2 separate regions of the Mus musculus genome follow, and region 1 is linked to region 2. The links are chromatin contacts, called in public promoter capture Hi-C maps. All regions are on one chromosome and are shown on one strand. The core of a region is the stretch at or near the end of the contact, and the rest is flanking DNA. Distances in the headings are between cores, read along the strand shown. Region 1 holds the start of Zfp663 (zinc finger protein 663). Region 2 holds the start of Pltp (phospholipid transfer protein).

Region 1 (3,388 bases), core at 43-2,542, 510 kb after region 2:
GAGGGAGGCGGAAGGGGAGGAAGGAGGGGAGGAGGGAGGGAGGCGGAAGGGGAGGAAGGAGGGGAGGAGGGAGGGGAGGAGGGAGGGGAGGGGGGAGTGAGAGGAGGAAGGGCCTCCCCTGGGGAGATTCCTGCTTCTGGTGTGTCCTTTTTTTCCCTCACAGGATCTGTGATCAGAGAACTCTGAATCTGACTTCAAGGTACCCCGCCCCCTCTCAAGTGAATGTCCAGACCAATGGTGACACCACCCAAAATGAATTTGGAGGCCTCTTTGCAGACTTCAGGAGTTCTGTACCCAGCTGTCTGCTGGGCCTGGGCGCTTTGGTGATTCCGGTACAGGCTGAAAACTTCTGGAAGCCTAACTTAGTTGTCTGTAAACTGCAGTGGGCACAGACAGGTGGGCCAGGCAGAAGGGTGTAGAGGCTTTGATTGAGCCTCAGCCCTCCACCCTCCAGGCAGGTCCTGTGGCCCTTGGGGAGGAGCCATGTGAACCATAACGCATAAGAGGGAGGGGGAGGGAGGGAGGGAGGGAGGGAGGGAAACTAAATTGAACCTATCTTCCGATTTGGGGTTTGCATCCCAACTCTCTTCTGCAGACCACGCCCTTCGCCCCGCCCCCTCAGTCTTTCTTCTCTTTCGGAACTCTTTAACAGCGGCTTTTAGAGCCAAATGGTGCACAGGGCTTAATGAACAGGGCATGAAGGAAGACAGACCCCTTTCAGGTTCTGAGCAAATGCCACTATCCCATCGAAAGCCTATCTCAGGCATTGCCCAGAACAACCCGGAGGCAGGTTCAGGGAAGAACCCCTACCCGTGTACAGACAGTGGAGCAGAGTCTTAAGGTCCTTTTCTTGCCCGTGGGGACTCAGTAGTAGTGCTCGAATTTGAACTAAGACTCTGAAAACAGCCTTTTCAGCTACAGGTCCCTTGCTGCTCTTGGCCTACCTGACCAGGACAGGTGTCATCGGACTTTATCCTCATCCTATGATAGAGTGGAAGTCACTTGCCTGGAGCCCTCGCAAGCAGCTCTGACATCAGAATGCCTTCCCTAACTCACTTTGTCCCGACCACCAAACCCTGTCTCTTCTCCTTGGAGAAGCCCACCGCCGCCTGCGCGAAGCACACTCGAGGCAGGTGTTGACACGTAAGCCTCCCCGAGCCTGGCAATGCAACCCTCCAAATGGGCTCTCACCCTTAGGCGCGCCTGTCCTGGGGACCGGGTCTCTGAGCAGCGCGTAGACCCCGAGGATCTGAGGGTTTCCTCTGCGCTCAGCGGGACGCGGGAGTGAACAATGAAGATGAACTGCACATGCGCAGCAGAGATGCTAGGGACCCGTTCCCGCGACCCTCTTGGCCTCCATCACATTCCAGACTCCGTTCCCACGGCGCCCGCCCATCGGGCATTTTTTAATTAATAATTTAGAGTATTTCCAGTTTGATTTGAAAGTTGCCTTGCTTCTGTGACAGGCTTAAACCCAAATGTTCCTAAGAATGCCAAGTACCATGGATAAAGGTGAAAGGTCCATGTAAGATGCTAAGTGGGAGGAAAGAAAACAAAACAAAAAAAGAAGAAATCATTTAAAAAAAATCATCTTAGGAAACTAGGGGCCTGGGGAGTGGGGGTCGGGTGGGAGAGGAGCAGGGCATATACTACTGCATATTCCTCATATGGATGGGACCTGACATTCTAACCGTGTGTCACCAGGCACTTTATAGGAAACAGAAAAGAACTATCTCATTTAATCCATGGGCAGGGATCAACACTAGCGGCTCCCAAGGACTTGACTGGAAGTCTTGCTTTAGAAAAATGTCAAACCTTATCTAAAAAAAAAACAAACAAACAAACAAAAAAAAACAATAAGATTGGAAAATATATTTTGTAAGTATATGCATATGAAAGAAATGGTTTAGTGGCTCCATTTAATTATCTCTTACACATTTGTAAGAAGATCACAGTCCCATAAAAATGATCTATGGATACAAAGGACTAGTAATAAAAGGGAGATGCAAATGAGGAATAAATATGCAGGCGCTGGTCATAAACTTCAGATAAAAACTGCAAGTCTTTAAATACTTTTTTGCCTTCACAGTAGGTGAAGATTGTAAGGAAATATGATGTGCAGAGTGGCTGAAGTTTGGAGAAACGCCCGTTCTCATAAATATCTTCTTGGGATGTAATTCGCAGAACAATTGGAGGCCACTCTGAAGGAGTGTGTGCTTTGTTAACATGGTCATTCTCTCTCCAGGGCTGTGAGCGAAGGAGTTAAATCCAAAGATGGGTGGGCTCTTCTTGGTTTTTGCTGGTTGGAATATGCAGTGGTGGTGGTGTGTGTGGGTGTGTGTGGGGGGGATTGAGTTACAAAAACTATGAAAATCCACAAAGTGGGATATAGGTCAATTGTTAAAACCTACAATGTAGATTACAACATGTTAGTAATACACGGAAGTAGGTAGAACTTACAATGTAGTTTTAAGATTTATTTTTAGGGCTGGAGAGATAGATGGCTCAGTGGTTAAGAGCACCAACTGCTCTTCCAGAGGTCCTGAGTTCAATTCCCAGCCACCACATGGTGGCTCACAACCATCTGTAATGGGATCCGATGCCCTCTACTGGTGTGTCTGAAGACAGCAACACTGTACTCACATTAAATAAATAAATAAATAAATAAATAAATAAATAAATAAATAAATCTTAAAAAAAAAAAAAAAGCTAGCTGACCAGTGGTGTTCTACCATGGTGTCTGCCCTGACTCCCTCTGTGATTGATGGGACTCATAAGATAAATACAACTTTCATTATTTTTAATTGTGTGAGGATTCAAGGTTCTCTAGAGGAACAGAACTGATAGAATCACACACACACACACACACACACACACACACACACACACACACACGATTTATTAGAATTGCTTACAGGTTAAGTTCAACAATGTCCAGCTAACCCAACAATGACTGTCTACCAAAGGAAGGTCCAAGATTTCAGTTGTTCAGTAGACTGAATGCCTCAGCTGATCTTCAGTGCATTCTGGAACCCCAAAGAAGTAGGCTCTAACGACAGTGAAGGAATGGACTTATCAGTAAGAGCAGTCAGGCCAACACAGTAAACTTCCCTCTTCTGAGTCCTTTATATAGGCTGCCAGGAGAAAGTGTGGCTCAGATTAAAGGTGGACCTTCCCACCTCAAAAGAACGAGATTAAAAATATGTCTTCCCATTTCAAATGATTTAATTAAGAAAAAAGTGTACCCAAACACAATTAGACACTCCAGATGTAGTCTAGTTGACAACGAAGAGTAGTCCTTACAGGGTGAGTGAGTGTGAGGGGGTGGGGATGTGCTATACGAAGGTGCCTGCAGAAGCCAGGAGAGGGGGTTCTATCCCCCAGAGCT
Region 2 (3,577 bases), core at 282-2,781:
CATACATTAAAATTAAATAAAATCTTAAAAATAAATAAGTAAAAACTATGGTCTTGCTTACACCTCCGTGTTCTGTCCACATTGTGATTGCTAGATCTGTTTTCGTCTTTTTGGTTTCTGTTTTGTTGTTGTTTTGTTTTTGGCAGGCGTGCGCCAGACTGAGCTTTCCACCTGGTCCTTTGACTTTGCCTCCATCACTTTAACTCACCCCACATCGCCTCACCTCTATCTCTCCTATCCTGGGCTTCCCTCTTTTTGGCGCCACCCTCTGGATAGACTCCACTCTCACCCACAGGTAAATTCTTCCAGTGTATCATCGCGGTGTTCTTTGGTCCAAGCTACAATTCTGCTGGTTCGTATTCCCCTTTCTTGGACCCGCCTACCTCCAGTCTTTTTACCTAGTAGCCTTACTCGTTATTATGGATCCCACCTCATTTAATTGGCCACGCCCAGACCCGCCCAGTCTGGGGCGGTGTCCCAGGTCATCCCACCACCTTTGAGACCCCGGCCCCCCGAGCCTTACTTACTCCGAGATATTGTAGTAAAAGTGGCCCTTTGCGCCGTACACGTCTGGGATGGTGATGGTCTCCAGCTCTTGTTCCAGAAAGCGCAGGCCTTCCTGCTTCACTGAGATAGCATGGAGACACTCAGGTCCCGCGCCCGGGGCCAGAGCACCCCACCCGGTCCACGGCTCCCGCCGCGCGCCTTACCCAGATCCAGAGCCGCGGAGGTGACGCGGATCTTGCAGCCCGGGAGCTCGGCGTGGGCACCTGCCAGGAGCGCTAGGAAGAGGGCCCAGAGCAGGACCATGGCGACCAAGCCTGGGGGCAGGGTGGGGTCGAGTCGCAGGTGTCATCTGAGAGGCTCAAAACCACTCTTTGGTCATGCAACTAGAACGGAGTGCTGGCCCGGACCGTTACTGCCCGTAAAGTGTTTGGGGCACTCGGAACCAATCATCTTGTCTTTGCCTGATGCAAAACCGAGGTTCCGAAGCACGATAAGACTTGCGCCCTGCTTCCAAAGGATTTGGGGCTCGGTTCCCCCGTGCAACTGCCTCGTGACAAGTTTGGATCTCAGGAGGATGAACAGCCCCCCATCCCCCACCAACACTTTCTCTTTTCCTTCAGAGGAGGGCGTGTGCTGACTTGTGCGTTGGTATGGCGACGACCACAAGCGCATTCCTGCTGAGTAGCTTGAGGTCTCCCAGGCCGCGCGCGGGGATGGCCCGACTGAGCGCTATCCCCTGAGTCCCTCCGCTCCCCTAGCTCCTAAGACTCCGCTATAACGCATTCTGTCTGGTGCCCCATCCCGGAGCCCTCCTTCATCCGCTCTCCTCCCCACCTGGATTTAGTGAGCCACACAACTCACGAGGGTCTGGGGATGCGATGGGGACGCGCCCCAACTCACTTAGTAGTGTGGTCACGTGGGGCGACAGGCAGCGCGGGGGATCCGGGCGGCGGGGTCTGGCGGGTAGCGCGGGTCCAGCAGCCTTTATAAGTCTGGGCCTCCGACCCCCCTCCTCGCCGCGGTTCTTCCCTCCTCCTTGGGGGCTGGGAGGGGACGGGGCGGGACGCTGGCAGTTGGGAGGGTGGATAGGGCAGTACGGAGCCTGTGACAAGCCTAGCTGCTGTCTGGACAAGTGGGGGACTCGCTCCTAAAAGAGCGAGAAAAGTGAAGAAAGCGGCTTGCCAAACCACTGCTGTGGAATTCCAATCACACAGCAATTCCTGCACGCTCCTAAACAAACTCCTTCACTTGGCTGCGGAGCCTCAGTTTCCTCACCCAGCACCGAGTGCCTCCTTATGGGAACTCCCACTCGGCTTCCACGCTAGGCCAGCGAAAGCCAATGCCCTACGGTCATTCCCCTTTCTTTTCTCTCACAACCGTCTCCCGCTGGCTTTGTTATGAGACCCCAACCTACTTGATTGGCTTTTAGGGCCCCAGGGACCTTCCCCTATTGGAAAAGCGATCATCCCAGAGGGAGGTTTGGCCTTCCTGAGGAACTCTGAATTCTTTAGTGAGGACTTGGAGGTGGCTGCTTTGCACAGTCCCCCTCACCCCGTGCACCGCCCCGCACAGTTCCGAGCATCACAGTGGAAAACAGACAGTAGATGCTTGCTTTCTTTTTGTAGCCATGCGGGCGAAATGGAAAGGGGGAACTGATAAAGATGTTTGCTGAGCATATACTTAACACTCAGCACTCAGCCAGCTCAGCTGACCCAATAGTCTTGTTTTGTCCAGGACCTTCCTGGATTCAGAACTACCCACGGGAATCCACTCAGTCCCAAGCGAACCAGAATGGCTAATCACTCTAGATCTGGTTTTACCTTCTTATAGTCTGTGAGGCTGGCTCTCTGGCAGGAAACTGGAGGTTGAGGTTGAGACAATTCTGTGACTGTAAATGCAGAATTCAAGGATTGTTCCAAAACAGTGTGAGGTAGGATTGGTAGCTCAAGAAGCCTTCTCTCTGAGGGACCAGCGCTTACATCCTAGGATGTCAGCCTCAGGACACTTATTGTATAAATAGCTCAGGCGATTTTCTCCTTCTAAATCGTATCTAAAATAGTATATATTAAAGGTTTGGGGAGGGAGTGGGGTTTTGTTTTTGTTTTGGAGGGGAGGGAGGGTTGAGAAAGGTTCTCATGTAGCCCAGGCTGGCTCTGAATTCTCTATGCAACTAAGGGTGGTCTTGAACTTTGGCTTCTCCTGCCTCCATCGCCAGAATGCTGGGATTACAGATGTACAGCATCACTCCTGGTCTGTCTGGTGCTGGGGATACTGCATACAGGACCTGTGCATGTTAGGCACTCTACCAAGTGAGCTACATCCCCCAGGTTTAGTGTAAGGTTATTGTAAACATAGATGGTTTAAGTGCTGTGTAGATTCTCTGCCATATCCCTAGTGATACATATACATATAAAATATTATATGTATTATGTATAATACATTACATATTATATATATTATGTATTATGTATAATATATTGCATATTATATGTTATATATGTTTATTTTCTTTCTTGCTTTTACACCCTGACCACAGATTCCCCTCCTACCTCTTCTCCCAGTTCCTCCCCCACCTTCCCTCTGTCCACTCCACATCCACTCCTCCATTTCCCTTCAGACAGGGGCAGGCCTCCCAGGGAGAGCAACCAACCTCACCAAGGCATATCAAGTTGCAGTAAGACTAGGCGCCTCCCTCTTGAATTGAATTGCTCTACCAAGCAAACCAGTAGAAGGAAAGGGTCCCTAAAGCAGGCAAGAGTCAGAGACAGCCCAGCTCCCACTGTTAGGGGTCCCACAAGAATACCGAACTACATAACCACAGCAGATATGCAGAGGACCTAGGTCAGAGCCACACAGGATGCATGTTATCAGCTTAGTCTCTGTGAGCCCCAGTGAACACAGGTTGATTGATTTGATTCTATGGGTTTTCTTGTGGTGTCCTTGACTTCTCTGGCTCCTACAGTCCTTCCTCCCCTCTTCTGTCGAACTCGCCAAGCTCCACCTGTGGTTGTGGGTCTCTGTATCAGTTTCCATTGGTTGCTGGATGAAGCGTCTCTGAGAGGCACTAACC

Evidence for each region. Capture Hi-C pulls out chosen DNA fragments and counts their contacts.
Region 1: a contact with region 2 is called in a promoter capture Hi-C map of adipose tissue. The contact joins the promoter of Zfp663 here to the promoter of Pltp in region 2. A contact is called at or near these places in 1 of 115 datasets of contacts at active chromatin or transcription factors (stem cell-derived neural progenitor cells) and 1 of 9 other capture datasets (adipose tissue).

The regions. Positions count from the first base shown.
Region 1 is chr2:165,367,444-165,370,831 of GRCm38.p6, forward strand. It overlaps Zfp663 (zinc finger protein 663), which reads right to left and starts at 1,293. Exons shown (of 6, transcript NM_001379474.1): 1 at 1,192-1,293. It overlaps Gm29831 (a long non-coding RNA gene), which reads left to right. Exons shown (of 3, transcript XR_001783548.2): 2 at 164-396; 3 at 916-1,208.
Region 2 is chr2:164,856,177-164,859,753 of GRCm38.p6, forward strand. It overlaps Pltp (phospholipid transfer protein), which reads right to left and starts at 1,532. Exons shown (of 16, transcript NM_011125.2): 1 at 1,408-1,532; 2 at 711-821; 3 at 528-627. The coding sequence starts at 810.